Regions from separate parts of the Mus musculus genome. Here all the other regions are linked to region 2. A link is a contact called in public promoter capture Hi-C data. All regions are on one chromosome and are shown on one strand. Each heading gives the region's core, a stretch centred on a gene start, on an enhancer-like site or on the middle of the called end of the contact. The rest is flanking DNA. Distances are from core to core; before and after follow the strand shown.

What was found. Promoter capture Hi-C pulls out the DNA fragments that hold promoters and counts their contacts. Capture Hi-C pulls out chosen DNA fragments and counts their contacts.
Region 1: a promoter capture Hi-C map of liver shows a contact between it and region 2, with 2.8 times the contacts expected there. The contact joins the promoter of Tmem250-ps here to the promoter of Vav2 in region 2. A contact is called at or near these places in 1 of 39 promoter capture datasets (cranial neural crest), 1 of 115 datasets of contacts at active chromatin or transcription factors (pancreatic cancer cells) and 2 of 9 other capture datasets (liver and pancreatic islet).
Region 3: a promoter capture Hi-C map of embryonic stem cells shows a contact between it and region 2, with 3 times the contacts expected there. The contact joins the promoter of Ppp1r26 here to the promoter of Vav2 in region 2. A contact is called at or near these places in 1 of 39 promoter capture datasets (embryonic stem cells), 1 of 484 Hi-C or Micro-C datasets (embryonic stem cells) and 1 of 115 datasets of contacts at active chromatin or transcription factors (embryonic stem cells).

What each region holds. Positions count from the first base shown.
Region 1 is chr2:26,139,174-26,141,873 of GRCm38.p6, reverse strand. Tmem250-ps (transmembrane protein 250, pseudogene) reads left to right here and starts at 1,368. Exons shown (of 2, transcript NM_001256521.1): 1 at 1,368-1,735.
Region 2 is chr2:27,426,298-27,428,997 of GRCm38.p6, reverse strand. It overlaps Vav2 (vav 2 oncogene), which reads left to right and starts at 1,390. Exons shown (of 28, transcript NM_009500.2): 1 at 1,390-2,700. The coding sequence starts at 2,519.
Region 3 is chr2:28,445,386-28,448,106 of GRCm38.p6, reverse strand. It overlaps Ppp1r26 (protein phosphatase 1, regulatory subunit 26), which reads right to left and starts at 1,261. Exons shown (of 4, transcript NM_001005420.2): 1 at 1,211-1,261; 2 at 125-222.

The DNA.
Region 1 (2,700 bases), core at 119-2,618, 1.3 Mb after region 2:
CAGTCTCCGTCCAGTGGTCCAACATTAGAGGCCAAGAGCTGTCAGCAGCAGCTACCTGCCCAACCTCAGAGGGAGAGAGCCTCAAAGTCAGAGGTGTAGAGGACTCTGAGGGCTCTTACAGGAGCAACAGGGCTGAACAAGTGGAAAGGGACAGAGGGACAGAAAAAGTAGAGAAACTGGACATCTCTAGTAGGGACAGAACCAAGGGGGGAGCTAAAGGAGGGGACGATCAAGAAAACAGAAGATCATCACTCCAGGGTGACAGAAACTCAGGCCAGGGGAGGAAATGCTTCTTATTGTTTCGAGACAGGGTCACATAGTCCAGGGGCTCCAGTTGACTTAGACTTATTGTAAGCATTACTTCTGTGTGCATGGTGTGTGTGTGTGTGTGTGTGTGTGTGTGTGTGTGTGTAAGTCAGAGGGCAACAGGAGGGCATCAATTTTCACCTTTGTTATGTGGGTACCAAGGATTGTTAATTTGGTGGCAAGTGCCTTTACCCACAAGCCATCTCACTGACCCAAGATGTGTTTGACATACTCTCACCAAGAAGACCTGGCTGGCATAGAACTTACAGAGATCCGCCTGCCTCTGGAGTGCTGTGATTAAAAGAGAGTATAATGACATATGGCACATTCACTTATTTTTACATCTATTCATTCATTTGTGGGCTGTACTGGCAGGATGTGCACATGCCACTGCCTGTAGCTGCTCTTGGTCTTGCGTGGGCTGGGGCCTCCAAGTGTTCCCTGTGAAGTGCAAAGGTGCCTTGCAGCCAGCCCTAGGTTCCCCTTTCCTGCAAAGGGTCTGTTTCTCTTCCCTGGGAGCCTGCATTTGACGCCTGGGTAAGCAGGAGGGTCAATGTAGGATAACCCTGTAAGGCTACTTTCCGGTCCGTCATGGGATGATGGCCTGACCCAACCTTCTCTCCACATCCTAGCAACAAACGCACACATCAACTTTTAACTGAAACCTACCACACCTGCTTGCAGGAACCTGGCAAGGTCATTTAGACCGGTGACACACCAGCTTAACTCTTTCTTTTGGCGCTTCCAGGATCCTTGTGCTCTACAGCGAGTACCCCTAAAGCACGAGATCGCTTCATCTGCAACCGTCACTGCTCTCTGGGTGCCAGCGGCGCGCGTTGGGACACAGGAAAAACTCCACCGCACCACCAGAAAGGAGACAAGCTCACACCACAGCGAGAAAGCCCCTCCCACACTCGCGCACGCGCACTGACACGGAGAGGACCAGCCTCCTCGCCCTTAGTTCTCCCATCTGCGCCTGCGCGGGAGAGCTAAACTCACGCTCCGGCTGAGGCCGCGGGCCAATGACGTCACGGTCGGCTCACGGCGCGCGCACGCTAGTGCGCGTCCTCGGATAATGAGGAATTCCTGGATGCTCCGCGCGGGCCCGCGGTGGGCGCTGCGAGGCTTCACCGTGTCGTCGCGGGCGGAGGGGGCGTGAAGACCGTGCTACGGTGGCCGCCGAGGGACAACACTACGGCTCCCACGCTGGGACAAACGCCTCGGGCCCGGCCCGGGAGCGCCCTCCCCTCCGGGCCAGAGCCAGCCGGGGGCAACTGAAGGGCCGCGCGAAGCGACCCCGTCCTCGGCGGCATGTGCCCGCCTTGGCGTCGCACCCCCGGGGCACAAGCTCAGCCGCAGGCCCGGTCCCCAGCACCGTCGGCCCGCCGCATGGTTCCGGACACCGGCACCGCCACGGAGAGGGCACCGGGTGAGCCGCCGAGGACGGGCGGGGACCGGCCACGGACCTAAGGGCCGTCTCCACGGCAACGGCGCCCCGACACCGGAAGTGGCGCCCGCAGAAAACGCGGGCTGAGGGCCGGGGTCGCGCGTAGCCTATGGCTAGTGAGGGTCGTATCTCCACGCGCCGAGTTAGCGGGCCTTGGAGAGCTGGATGTCCTGCTCTAGGGTCCCGTGCTCAGAGACGCGTGCCCCGCGCCGGGCCGCGCCATGGCATGCACCTCCACCCGAGTACACCTGCTGCAGACCGCATCCCCCTCCTGTGCGGTGTCCAGTGACACGCCTGAATGAGGCCATTGCCCTGTCTAGCTGGGTAAAACATAGCTAAGCCTCCCCGGCTCGGGACAGGTTTCCTCCCACTGCGCCTCGGCCGCAGCTGCGCTGGCGGCCATTTGCTCAGGACCTACGGCGGTGACAGAAGCCGTTGGAGTGGAAGTCGCAAAAGCCTGTTGGCGATGTTGCCCTGTCCTGTTACCAACTTTTGGTCTCTAGTGTCCCATAGTTTGAAATTTAGTGTTTTTTTTCCCCCATATGCAAATTAACATAGGCTGCTGCGAATGACAATTGCTTGGTGAAACAAGGAACCACACGCCATTTCTCCTCTCTGTGTCCCAGTTTGGAGAACTCTGACACTATGTCCAGCCTAGATAAGCCAGTAATGCTTTTGTTGTGTACAGGCAGCCCCAGGGAAGAGGTCTTGGTGCCTCAATTTACGGAGCAAGATCAGTGGGAGGTGAGATGGTAACCTGCCAAAATAATGCCAAAGTTCAGGCCCAGCAAGTAACCTTAGGGGCTTGCTATGTGGACACCCCCTTCATCCCAGTCCTCTTGTGACTCTGCATGGAGTGTCCTTGAAGGGGACTGTTATAAGTCACTATGGAAGTAATGGGGAGTACTGGGCAACCAGTAGCCGGGTGTGTGGGTCTTCAAGAAACT
Region 2 (2,700 bases), core at 141-2,640:
GAAGACAGAGATGTTTAGTTCCGTTATGATGTAGAACTGCCTCTGGACGAGGCCTGGCTCTCCATAGCCATGCTTGCCCCTATCCCGTAAGAGCTCCCAGGAGACCTGCTACCCCTTTCCAGGGGCATTCTTCTCTGAAGCCTCGTGCATGGTTAGTTGGTGGCCCACTTCCCACATCCCAGACATGTGGCTGGGGTTGACAGTTCCTACCTCAGGGTTTCGTCTGCTCAGTTCACTGCAGAGCTCTGGTATTCAGCACAAGTGGCTTTCAGTGGTGCTCATGACCAAAGTGGGGAGGTACACTTCTCTTGGACACTTCCAGAGGGCAATCCTGGTGAACAGTTCTGGGCTGAGAGAATGGGTGAGGAGAAAGATCCCCTTTACCAGTCCTCCGCATGTTTGTTTTGAGCTCGTGAACTCTGACCTACACATGCACAACAGACACCTGGAATACTTCCCACCCAGCTTTTCTTCATTCATCCTTTCTATTATTTCCGAGATGAGTGATGTCCCCACTAGCCAGATAAGGAATTGGGTACCAGAGAGTTCTGCTGGTGCCAGGAGGCCTGGATCTTCTGACTTGGAGGACTGACATGCTAACTCCACTATATGCTCTGCACTACAGCCCCTCAAAGACAGACAGACCCCTCTTTTGTAGCATCTAGGCTGTCAGCTGATGCCATTGCCCTCAAGACCACCAGGGGGCAGCAGACGAACGCTTGATTGGATGGCAAAATTCGTTTGTCCTAGACCTGGTCTTAGCTTCTGATGAGGCAGGAAGGCTGGAGTGCTGGGAGCACAGAGGCCTCTTTTCTGTGAGAGAGCTCCCTGGGTACACACGCCAAGGCATGAATGCAGCAGCATTTAGCAGGGTGCTTTGCTTTCAGCTTTGCAATCTCCTTTCTTTCCTTCTTTCTTTTTCCTCCCTTTGGTGCAGGGTGTTGAATGACTCTTAGGGAGATGCTGGAGGGTCTGCCTGTAGCCCTGTGCTTTGGACGATTTAACCCCCAGTCCGCAGGAGGTCCTTCCCCTGAAGCTATTCAGAGGTGAAGTAGAGGGGCTGAAGGCTCTACCTGGCTTCTCTGCCGGATCTCTAGGATTAGGGTTCATGCTTCCTCCTTAGGTGGGGCAGGTGATGGGACTTCCTGCAGAGAGAGGCCTTTCTGGGAGGGACTTCCCTGGGTGCAGGGGACAGATCTGTCATCCTTCCCTGGCCCAGGTAAACTGAGAGAGGCAGGGGCTGACAGAACACCGCCCACAAAAGCTCGGCTCTTGGAAACTGGTCACTTTCCTCTCTTCTAGCTCCCTTTCATGACACCAGTCTCATAGAAGACTTGGCTTTGTGGGGTTCCCTTCTTCTTTACCAAGAACCCACAGCTCCTGATACTGTCCAGAGCAAATTAATTTTAATCACAAAAATCAGTTATTTATGCTTTTGAAGTCCCTCCCACTGTCACAATGTCCTCAGGACACAACACGGTCTATCTCTCCAGCACCTCCCACTAGACAATCAAGGGGGCTGAAAGTGAAGGATTTTTTTCCCCCTCTCTCCGTTATTGTGGAGGCGGAGTGTCTTGCGGACCCTGGCAAGGACAGAGGACTGGAAGAGGCCATAGGGGCGTAGGGTGTGTAGGCCAGCCTGGTTCGCGTTCTGGGGTCTATCTTTGCCGAAAGACCCTGCAAGGGCACCCAGCGTTACCGCGGTCATCTTCTAGTCTCTTCTGCCGTGCGGCGGCCTCATCGCACCGCAAGAAAGACCTCCAGCCTCCACGTGCACCTAGGGAAAGTCGTGGGCGGGGAGCCTGCTCAGGAGCCCCGCCTTCCTCAACTTTCGCTGGCGGCCCAGGGGCAGGAAGTGGGAGGACGGGTTGGAGGCGGTGCTTGGGTCTCCGGGGAGGTGCCGGGTGAAGGTGCCAGCTCCGCCCCCGGCCCCGCCCGGCCGTGGCCGCGCCCCCTGCACCCCCAGCGCCTAGGAGCCGCGGAGCCTCGGAGTCCCAGTGCCCCGCGAGTGGCGTAGAGCCCGCGGGCCCGGCGAACAAAGCGACGGTGGAGCGAGCAGCTCAGGCGCCGGACGCAGGGAGCGAGCGACCCGCTGCGCCTTTGTCTCGGGTGGGGCAGGAGCGGTGGCCGAAGCGGGGCGCCCGGAGCTCAGAATGCGGCGCCCAGAGGGGCGGATCGAGAAGCGCTGCGACTGCAGGAGGCGTGGAGCCCCGGCCGGAGCACGAGCGGACTTGTGTGTGTGAAAGAGGGACCCCGCACGCTGCCCCGCGAGCGCCGGTTGGCCGCACGTGGGCGGGAGCGGCGGCCGGCTAGTAGCCCGAAGAGGAGGAGGAGGAAGAGGAGGGCCGTGCGGCCGCGCAGCGGGGACCCGGGGCCGCCTGCGCGAAGCCCCGCCCCGGCGGCCGAGCCCCGCGCGGGCGGGCGGGATGCCCCGCGGTCACCGCACTTTGGCCGGAGCGCTACCCTGAGCCAGCTGGCCAGCGGCCGCAGCGGCGAGCGCACAGGCGCCGCGGGCGCCATGGAGCAGTGGCGGCAATGCGGCCGCTGGCTCATCGACTGCAAGGTCCTGCCGCCCAACCACCGCGTCGTGTGGCCCTCGGCGGTGGTCTTCGACCTGGCGCAGGCGCTGCGCGACGGCGTCCTTCTGTGCCAGCTGCTGCACAACCTCTCCCCCGGTTCCATCGACCTTAAGGACATCAA
Region 3 (2,721 bases), core at 12-2,511, 1.0 Mb before region 2:
AAACACAACAAAAAGTGCTTTCCCCGTTGGGGCAGGGCAGGGTGGGATGGGGTGAGTAACATTAATATCTTAACATGACAGCAGGTGCAGAGCCGAGGGAATAAATCAGTTTATTTCCACTCACCTGCTCACAGCTTATAACGATGGACCCAGAACTGAGCTCCTCTGACAGTCTTAATGGTTGTTGGTCCAGCTACCTGGTCAATCTTGGGAGCTGTCACTCTGGAGAACCATGAACTTCACAGTTAGAAATGTGAGCTGAAGCCAGAATTGGGGCTTTAAACTGGAGGCTCTGGGAATCAGGTTTCCAGGGTGGTTGTGGGTACAATCATCACCCCTCTCTGCCCCCCCCCCCCCAGCATGGACTCTGCACTTAACTTATGATGTAGAGGGCCCTGTACTCCAACTTAAAGTGGGTGTGGGTAAGATTTGGTCCTTAGGAGCCAGAGGTGCTGACAAGATTCGGCCCCCAGAAAAATTGTTGTGACTGCCAATCCCTGTGCACAGTGCTGGAAGCAAGGGGAGACAGATCCCCCTGCTGCCTGAGTACTGACTGCTCTTCTCACTGTCTGAGAGGGAGCCGCAGTCTGGTCTTCAGCAGGTTAATGCCAACCCTTCTCCAGTCAGTGGCAGGGCCTCCGGCTGGTCTGTGCCCCCATCCATCCATCCCCCCCGAGTAATTTTCTGGGATCCCAGGCTTAGGGAATCCGGGAGTCTCGAAGCTGTTCGTGGCAGGTCGAGAAGGCAGCCTTGAAGGCCAGGCCGGCCTCAGTGACCGGGAGCCCGCCCCTCACCTGAGCCACACCTGGGCCCGCCCGGCGCCCGCTGGCTCTCGAGGAACGCAGGGCGCAACAAGCGCCAGGCATCCGCGAGAGGCGCCTCCCGGGGGCCGGGACCCTCTCCCGTGATAACACCAGCCTCAGCCACCAACCCGATCCGGACCCTGCACGCCGCGGCCTGCACCACGAAGCCAGCCCAGCTGCCCGCCCTGCGCCCCGCGTCCCGGGAGGCGCCGGGCCCGGAGAGCGGGGAAGCACGGACACTCCCGCCCCGCCCTCCCTCGGTCGGGCGCCCGCAGCCACCGCGGAGTCCCGCGGGGACTCAGGGGCCCGGCGCGCCGTGGGAGCGCGGGAAAGGAGGGCGGGGCCGGCGCGGCGAGGGGCGGGGCGACCCCCACCCCCCACCCCGGGCCGTCTCTCCCGCCACCTACCCGCGGCGGCGGCGACCGCGCTCCGGAAGCCGTGCCCGGTGGCTGGGCATCATGGGAATGGCACGGCCGAGTTCCGGGGGAGGCGCGCGGCCCGGCCGGACCCCCGCCCGCGAGAGCGCGCCCACCTGCACTGCGAGCGCCCGCGCTCGGACACGCACGGCGCGCGGGAGGAGCGCATGGGGCAGCTTGGAAACGGCCGCGGCGCCCGCGGGACTCGGAGCCTGCGCGGGGACCCTCCTTGTCCTCCCACCCGGGGCCTGGCGCAGCTCCGGGCGCCGAGAGCGTGCGCAGCCCAGGGGTTCAGGAGGTCGCGCGCGTCGGCAAGTTGGCCACGGCGAGAGGCGTGGCCGTGAAGAGAAGGAGGGCGGCCGGACCCTCGCACATACCTTCTTTTTGGTCCAGATCCAGTGGCCCCCGCGTGCCTGGCATCTGCTCACAGTTGCCCTTCCTATCCTCAAACACAGCAAAGGTGTGCTTCCTTGCCTGCAGTTTGCACCCAGCTCAAGATTGTGCTTAGTTTGCCTGCTCTGGACACCGCGGGGCCTTCTGGGCTACCCAAGTCCCTTTACATTGTAGAACGCTTCTATATGTCTATGCACAATGCCCCCTCTCCCCACTTTAGCCAGATCTTAGAGTGTGCTTAAAGATAGGAACCCTGAGGCTGAGGAGAACTAAGCAACAGGAGTCATGCAGGGTGACCTTGCTCCACATTCACACCAGTGGTCTTAGGAACAGGTGGGATAGGACTAGCTTCCGCCAACGCGGTCAGGATTATACAGTGGAATTTCTTGGCTCTGTGGCACACTGTATGTGATGTCGGAAATCTCCCTAGTTTTCTTTTACTTTTTAGACATGTCTGGAGATTCTGTATTGATCATGTCAGGGAACAAGCCAGGCTCACCCCCGGCCCTAGGCACTCACCCTGTCTGATAAGGCAGAGGAAATGATTAGAGAGTGCCAGGGATCTGACAGGAGAAACCCCTAGAGACTTGTTATATAAATGAGCCTGACCTCAAACTTACACAGATCCACTCGCCTCTGTCTTCAGAGTGTTGGGATTAAAGGCAAGTGCCATCACACCTGGCCTGAGTTTTTGTCACTATGAAGTAATATTATGAACATTTAGAGAGAATTACACAACCAATAATACCATCACCAAGATGTAGCTGTAGGCCTATTTTGGAATGCTTTTAGTGTTGTGAGAAACACCTTTGGGTGTCCCTGAAGCCACTCTGTGTATGTCTCCTGGTCTAATGCCTAGAAGACAGTAGTCTGCTTGGGAGAGATGCGAGGTGCTGACACTTGGCAGGTGCCCTTCAGAGATGAGGACTGTTTGGTTATTTTCTACTGCTGTGAAGAGACACCATGACCAAGGCAACTTATAGAAGAAAGAGTTTATTAAGCTTACGGTTTCAAAGGGTGAGTTCATTCCACCATGGCAGGGAGCATGGCAGCAGACAGGCAGGCATGGTGCTGGAGCGATAGCCGAGAGCTTACATCTTGACCCACAA